2 separate regions of the Mus musculus genome follow, and region 2 is linked to region 1. Evidence: chromatin contacts called from public HiChIP or PLAC-seq data. All regions are on one chromosome and are shown on one strand. The core of a region is the stretch at or near the end of the contact, and the rest is flanking DNA. Distances in the headings are between cores, read along the strand shown.

Region 1 (3,529 bases), core at 560-3,059:
AGGAGTTCTTATTTAACACTGAATCCTGTTCTAGTAGCTTGGTTTTCTTCGATGGGTATACCTTCTTGCCTGCTTTCCCCTGGCGGGTCTAGAAGGCACCTGTACCATGACTTCTGAGCCACCCACATCACCTTGCATGCCACAGATGGGAACAGAAGACACCAGCCTTGGGGAGTCCCCGAGGCTGCAGGCAGTCAGGCTAGATAGAGCAGAACTTGTTTTGAAGCCATCAGAGATGGTGGGCCCTGGTCCTGGCATTCATGCCAGCCCAGGGGTACGTGTGGGACCTTGGATGACTTACTTAACATGGCAGAATCTTGTTTTCTGAGCAAGAGGAAGTCTGAGGGACCCCAGTGCTTGACAGGAATGACTGCAGTCACGGAGATCAGACGGACTGCTGACTCTTCACTGTCTGAAGCCCCCACCCCCACCCCCACCTGGCTTTCAGGCTCCCTTCGCTGGGAGTCAGATGACTTTATTTATACCTCCTTCGGGGATTCCAGGCCCTGTGGTCCAGCGGTATTTCTCCCCAAGGAGGAGAGTACAGTCACATAACCGTCAAAGCCGTGTATGTTTTAATCACTCCGTCTTGGTGATGTTGCCTGGGAGGACGCGTCATAGTGTCCTCAGAGCCTTGCTCAGCTCACTGTCTCAGGCATCCTGTCATGGGACTGACAGGCATCCCCTGATGATAAGGGGGCACCCATAGTCACTGTCACCATCTCCATATGACAGTGAAAACGTGGCTCCACGGGGTGAGTGATCTACCAAAAGTCATACATGACAGCCACTTTGTCCCTAGAGGATGAGCCAGTTGCTGTCATTCTGTCAGGCTAGAGAGCACAGATCTTGGGTGAGCTGAGCCTGGCTCCCCTGTGCCATTCCCCCTATGTCCAATGCTCCCAACCGATGGTTCTACAACTTTATGCCCACACTCACGGACTCGGGTTGATGTTTAGAGACACTTTCACTGTTATAATTTGGGAGATGCTCAGGACACACACACACACACACACACACACACACACACACACACACACACAGTTAACTGGCCCCAAAGGTCAGCAATACTGAAGCTGAGAAGAGAGCTCTACACAGCCTGAATCTCAGCCCTGTGTGTGCTTTCTTAATTCCTGCCTGGTGGGCTAGCCTGAGGTCTCCCAGGGCCAGGGCATTCTGGGATGGGTTTGGTACCAGCTGAAGCCAGGTCTCCTTGCAGCCTGAACCACTGGCACTAGAGTGGGCCACATGGTCACTGCCAGAGTAGACAAGGAAAAAGACTTGTGGGTATGGACTGTGTCTTGCTTTCTTAAGGGAAGGGTTTATATCCGTTTATAGCTCCAGGTTACAGTCCATTATGGAGGGAAAAGCCACAGTGGCAAGAGCTTGAGGTAGCTGGTCATGTCACATTATCCGTCAAACCAAAGAACAACCTATCCTTAGCTCTGTTCAGTTCTGTCCTCCCCAGGCTTCCAGTCAGCAAATGGCGCCACCATGGTGGGTGTGTCTTCTCACCTCAGTTAACAGAATCAATACAATCCCTTACAGGCACGCTCAAATCTCCCAGGGGATTATAGATTCTCAGATGGGTGTTAACAATAACTATTGCAAACTGGATGTCCTGCCCAAACAGTCACAGGTCAAAGTTCCTGAGCCCTAAGCTGGGTACTCAGGTTGGACCCAAACACTTTGGGTCAGAGGAGCCCAGAAAGGGACTGAAAGTGTCCAAGAACAGTAGTGCACCCTGTACCCCACACCTCCAGCTCCCTGTCCGTGGCCCTGGGATTGGGTGTGTGCTCACAGACACCACGTGGTGGCGCCCAGCCTGCAGAGCCTTCCTGTTGGCAGGCATGGAGACTGGCCTCCAAACAGCAGATCCCGTTTTTTCTGTCTCCTTGACCGAAGGAGGGAAGAACATAAATAATTCAGCGCATTCCACAGTAAACAGTCAAGTGTCAAGAGAGCAGCGGTTGGAATACAGCTCTCTGCACAAGCCTTAATTGGTTTGTTTAGGGTGAGACCCCAGAATCTGTCTGGTGTCTAGAGGGCTACCATTGCCCGGCTGCAAGTCAGATCTGCCGCCCAGCCTGGAGGAGCTGTGTTCCTTAGCCTGCCGACCTCCCTCAGGATCTTGGCATTGCATTCTTGTAGCAGCAGCGCCACCTGGTGGTTATTTCCATAGCCCGCCCTTCCTTTGCCTTCTGTCTAGAAGTAGACCTACTTCCAGCCAAACTTCCTCCTAACCTTTGTATGACGTCCACCTCCACCTCAGGATTTGGAGTCAACGACTTTAATGGCAAGAGGTGAAGTTTCTTATCTGGGAATTAGGATAATGACAGTGCTTATGTCCTAGGCAGTTTTGAATTTTAAATGAGACGTATGCAGAGGCTTGTTCTCAAAGAGCCAAGAATTTGGCTGTTGCCATCAGCATTTGGGCTTGTCCCTGCTGGTGATGCTTTTCCATGAGTTCCTAGGAATGTTCCTGCAGCCTCTAGGCCCTCCCTGGCCCAGCGTGACTCTCCAGCGTGTGTATATTTGATTTTTGTTCATTCATTAATTCATCCCATTTGTGATCATCATGAATGCTCATTGAACAGCACAGGGACAGCCTCGACCCTGTCTAACAAGCAGTGTATCTAGATATGGCCCTGTGGGAGCCCACAGCCAGCTTGGGTCTCTCTCCAAGGGCCTAGACATGTTCAGTTGTCCTAGATATCTCTGCCTCAAGCTAAGCTCTTTAAAAGGTGTTTAAATAATGTGTGCATGTGTGGAGGTCAGTAGGCATGGTTATGTGCATGAGAGTAGGGAAGGTCCTCTGAGCTGGAGCTGGGGCTACAGGTCCTCTGCAAGAGCAGTATGCACTCTTGAGCACTGATCCATCTCTCCAGACCCTTGGGAGGAGTCTTTTAAGGTCATGTGGGGAAAGACAGCTTGTGGGTCCCAAGTGGAAAGTATGGAGGGTGAGGGAAAAGGGCATGGGGAAAGAGACAGAAACTTCTTTGTGCTTCTAAGGCACATCAGCTGCTTTTCAGCCCTTTAAGCCTCGATTCTATTAGCTTAGCTTGGGTGGCTTAGCTTGGGCCCCAAGGTTGCCTCTTGGCCTGAAGGCGACCAATTGTATATACATTTAGTGGTGGATCCTGTTCCTTGGAATCAGGAAGCAGGCACTCCCTGGAGATTTCACCAGGTGAACAAACTATACAGAAAAGACCATCTTCAAGATAGATTCGCCACAGCACCGTGACCAGATCGCACACCCTCCCTGTTAAGTCGTGAGGCACTCCCCACACATCCTCTGCCCATGTCCACACCCCCTGGCCCTGACATCTCCTGTCGCCCACCAGATGTTGACCCTTTAACAGTGCAGTGAGCCACACTTACTTCCCCTTCCTGACTGCTCCCCCCCATAAGAATCTGCTCTTTCTAAAATGCATATGTGCCCTGTCCTTAGCCCTGGATACAATATTGATGCCTTGTCACAGACCATCCTTTGGACAGGGCACTCTGGGACCCCCTAGAATGTTCCAGA
Region 2 (3,447 bases), core at 475-2,974, 120 kb after region 1:
CAGTCTGCCAAGTATTATGAATTCAGGTGTAAGCCACCATACCCAGCTTTGTGTGTGTATATGTGCCAGCTTTGTGAGAGTGTGTGTGTGGTGCTGGAGACTGAACTTAGAGCCCTATACATGCCAACCAAGTATTCTACCACAAAACTATCCCCCTAGCCTATAGAAGTAGAGTTCTTCAATTATTTTTGTACTAATCCTATATATTCTTCTTAAACAAAAGTTACACGTTATCTTTAAAAGACATCAATAACTACGTGGCGTCTAGGACACCCCATGTTCACGGGAAACAGTTCAAATTTCTTCTTTAGATCCTATGTCAGTTCCTGCCTTTACCATTTTGGACCACCATCTTACTGGCTAACAGAAGTAGAAAGGTTTTCATTTTATACTAACCTAGAATCCTGCCCAGATGTGCCACTTTCATGCCTTACAGAAAGCTCTAAAGCTCACTAGGAGGAGATGTGTGGTGGGAGGGAGCAGCTGGGGTCTTTGGGGGTGGCTGGAAAGGAAGCTTCTGGTTAGAGCAATGAATGAAGTCAAGGACACAACTGGGGATACAGGGGGACAACACTGGACAGTGATGACTCACCTGGACCAGGGCCGGGAGCTGGCTGACAGCCATTCCTTTTCTCTGGTGAGCTGAGGAGCATTGAGTAGGAAGGAGGCAGGGGAGGAGCTTTACAATTGCTGGGGTTCTCTGGCTAGAAGCATCTGCACTCCTGTAATGAGAGGGCCGGGTCAAAGGTCACAGGGATGCGCCTCACCATTCACATCCTGGCTCACTTTGTTCTTTTGCTCCCAGTGCATACTCCCTCTGAAGGTAGCTGTCCTCACCCAATCTGTAAAGTGACTTCTCCCCATGCCAGCTCTCCTTCGCATCTTTCCTTTAGTCAGATCCTGCATGCCTTCCCGTTTGTGTGGCTTTGGCTTTCCCCTGCAGAAAGCTTGCCCGGCCCAGTCCTCAAACTCTACCCATTCTCTGTCCCTTCCCCTGCAGCTATGCTTTGGCGTCTTAAGACAGCCTTTCCTCCTGGGACAGCTCTATCCCAACTAGAGGGAAGGAGGAGGCAAAGAGGTGACTTTTTCCTGAAAGGGAAGGGGAGTTAAACCGGCCAGATCTCTCTCTCTCTCTCTCTCTCTCTCTCTCTCTCTCTCTCTCTCTCTCTCTCTGTGTGTGTGTGTGTGGGGGGGGGGCTGTTTCGTGTTTCGGATGGGACAGTGTAGGGAGCGGGTTTCCGGGAGAAGAAATCATTCACATAAGTCACCCTCCACAGTTTCGTCAAGTGCAGGGGCTGCAGTGAAGGTGTCCCTTTCTCAAGTTCCTCAGAGAGAACTTGGAGCCACGCCGGGAATATAACCAGCAGCTGTATGCAACTGTATTTGTGAGTTTGCAGCAAGATGAGCTAGAGGTCCTGACCAACCCTTCTCAACGTGCAATCAGGTTCGGATCCCTTAGCTCGACTACAAAACAGTTCTGCTGGTCCCTTCCATGTGTGGAATCAAATCTCAGTACATGCGCTTCAAAGTTAAGGACGTGGGATCCACGCCTTTCAAAACGGACCACAACCCACCCTTAGTCTACGTACCCTCTGTTCTCAACTCCCAGACCTGACCTTCAGTCTCTGGACACTGCAGATCACCGTGGGGCTTCCCTTAGAAGCTTGTCCACTGCAGAGCATAGCCTCGACAGAGTAGTCAGGACACAATGAGCTGGAGCCTGCTGCTTGACGCGGAGCCGCGCCTGCGCGTTTGTCCAGGAGCCGGGAAGCCTAATTCCCACAAATCTCTCTGCTGCAGCGCTTAGATTTTTGGACTCCTTTTCTCAGAGGGAGACCAGGAGCAAAAAGCGATAAAGCGCGCCTGCGCCTAGTCACTTTGTGGCCGAAACTACAATTCCCAGAAGGCTCTGCGGTGCACTAGCCTATCGCTGGGCAGACAAGTGGTCTAGTCTTGTGGAGACCAGCAGTGAAAAAAGGTCCAGGATGCTGTTATCAAGGTTACTAGACTCTAGGATCTGCAAGCAAAGCCAGAGAACATCCAGGAACGTCGTAATAGCGCCTAACGACAGAGAAAGGTCTTGAAAGACAGTCAGTACCAAGCTCTCAAAAATGCTACAGCCTCTGTTGGAGCTGGACTGGAGAGGCATGATAGACCTTGAGTGCAGTGAGGGTTTGGGTAGCAGGATTACCGGAGGGGGGTGCGGGGGGGGGGAAGGACGATGGCCCTGGAAGTCTCTGCAGAGTAAACAAGTGTCTCTGGGAGCACGGGATAGTATATAGAGAAGCTTGGATTTACTTCTGGTGACTGTATTTTGCTGGGGCCTGTGAGTATCGAGTAATGTACCAGAATCTTTCCCTGAAGATGTCTAGTTGCCTTTGGATATGTAGTAAGTATTCATGGAGGAACTTTCTTATTGGGAGAAAAGTGAAACAAATTCAATTAAAAAAATATGATTTGAGATTGACACTTCTGGGATTGCTGGCCACCCTTTAGGATACAATGTCAGTGGCTCTGTCCTGGGCTTTAAAGATGTCATTCTCTCACTTAGGGCACACACATATAGGTTAAGGCATAGAGCAGAGAGTGTTGAAACAGAGTGACTCCTGCACTGCAGTTTTTGTGTGACTAGGGAAGGTGGTCCATCAAACAGAAAATATTCATTAGGAGTGAATGAAAGGACAGGAATGCTGAGTTAGGGGTTTCAGAGTGAGAAGGGGCAGGGTGTTTGGGAGATTTTACTGTCCCAGGAAGAGCTCCCCACAAAGAATTTGGCTTAGGATATTTGATGCTTAGCAAGACCAGCATGTTCACCAGGAACAAGGAAAGAAAAAAGGGCTCAAGATGACATTGTGTGTGACTCTGAGGTTCTGACCCCATGGTAAAAATGTGGATTTATTTTGTGTGTGAAAGGAAAGCAATGGAAGTTCCAAGTGGACAGATGAACTTATCTGTGCAGACTATGGTCAGTTCTGGGCAGGACAGATTCAGGGTGAAAACTAGGGATGGTCGTAGGACAGTGACTTAGCATTTGTTGGCTTGCTTCCTAACAATCAAAACTCATCCAAAACAACAGCAAAATAAATTAAAAACCCAGACTATGGTGTAGTTGAGGGAGAGAAAGGACAGTAGACTTGGAGTTTTCTGCAACAGTCAGTGTGTGGCATACCCTCCCTCCAGTATACACCTCTTGTAAGGCTGGGATGATCGGTTTTGTGCATGGTGTAAGATTGTCTTTGTATTATTCAAATGGTGATTTCTGTACCAGCAGAGATATGAGTACAGCCCAGACATTGGAATTGTTAAGCCACACCTGTCTTAGTTGCTTTGTAAAAGCCTCTAACACCTTCTGATTGGTTTAATCAAGAGGTGAACAGCCTATGGCAAAGCAGGATATGATAGGTGGGACTTCCAGGCAGAGTTAGGAACTCTGGGAGGGAGTCTGAG

What was found. HiChIP or PLAC-seq counts read pairs in DNA pulled down with a chosen protein or histone mark.
Region 2: a contact with region 1 is called in an H3K4me3 HiChIP or PLAC-seq map of forebrain, with 4 times the contacts expected there. The contact joins the promoter of Zfp454 here to the enhancer-like site in region 1. A contact is called at or near these places in 6 of 484 Hi-C or Micro-C datasets (B cells, the CH12 cell line, embryonic stem cells and 2 more), 2 of 115 datasets of contacts at active chromatin or transcription factors (embryonic stem cells and forebrain) and 2 of 9 other capture datasets (adipose tissue and liver).

What each region holds. Positions count from the first base shown.
Region 1 is chr11:50,767,527-50,771,055 of GRCm38.p6, forward strand. The region is part of intron 5 of Adamts2 (a disintegrin-like and metallopeptidase (reprolysin type) with thrombospondin type 1 motif, 2); the gene reads left to right. Among named protein-coding and RNA genes, the nearest start is that of Zfp354c, 58 kb to the right of the region's middle. Within about 2 kb of position 1,810, at least 67 of the 459 cell types and tissues checked have an H3K27ac peak or open chromatin away from gene starts, as enhancers often do. A contact at or near this core is called in adipose tissue and forebrain, where this site is marked.
Region 2 is chr11:50,885,777-50,889,223 of GRCm38.p6, forward strand. It overlaps Zfp454 (zinc finger protein 454), which reads right to left and starts at 1,725. Exons shown (of 6, transcript NM_172794.3): 1 at 1,590-1,725; 2 at 593-722. The coding sequence starts at 625.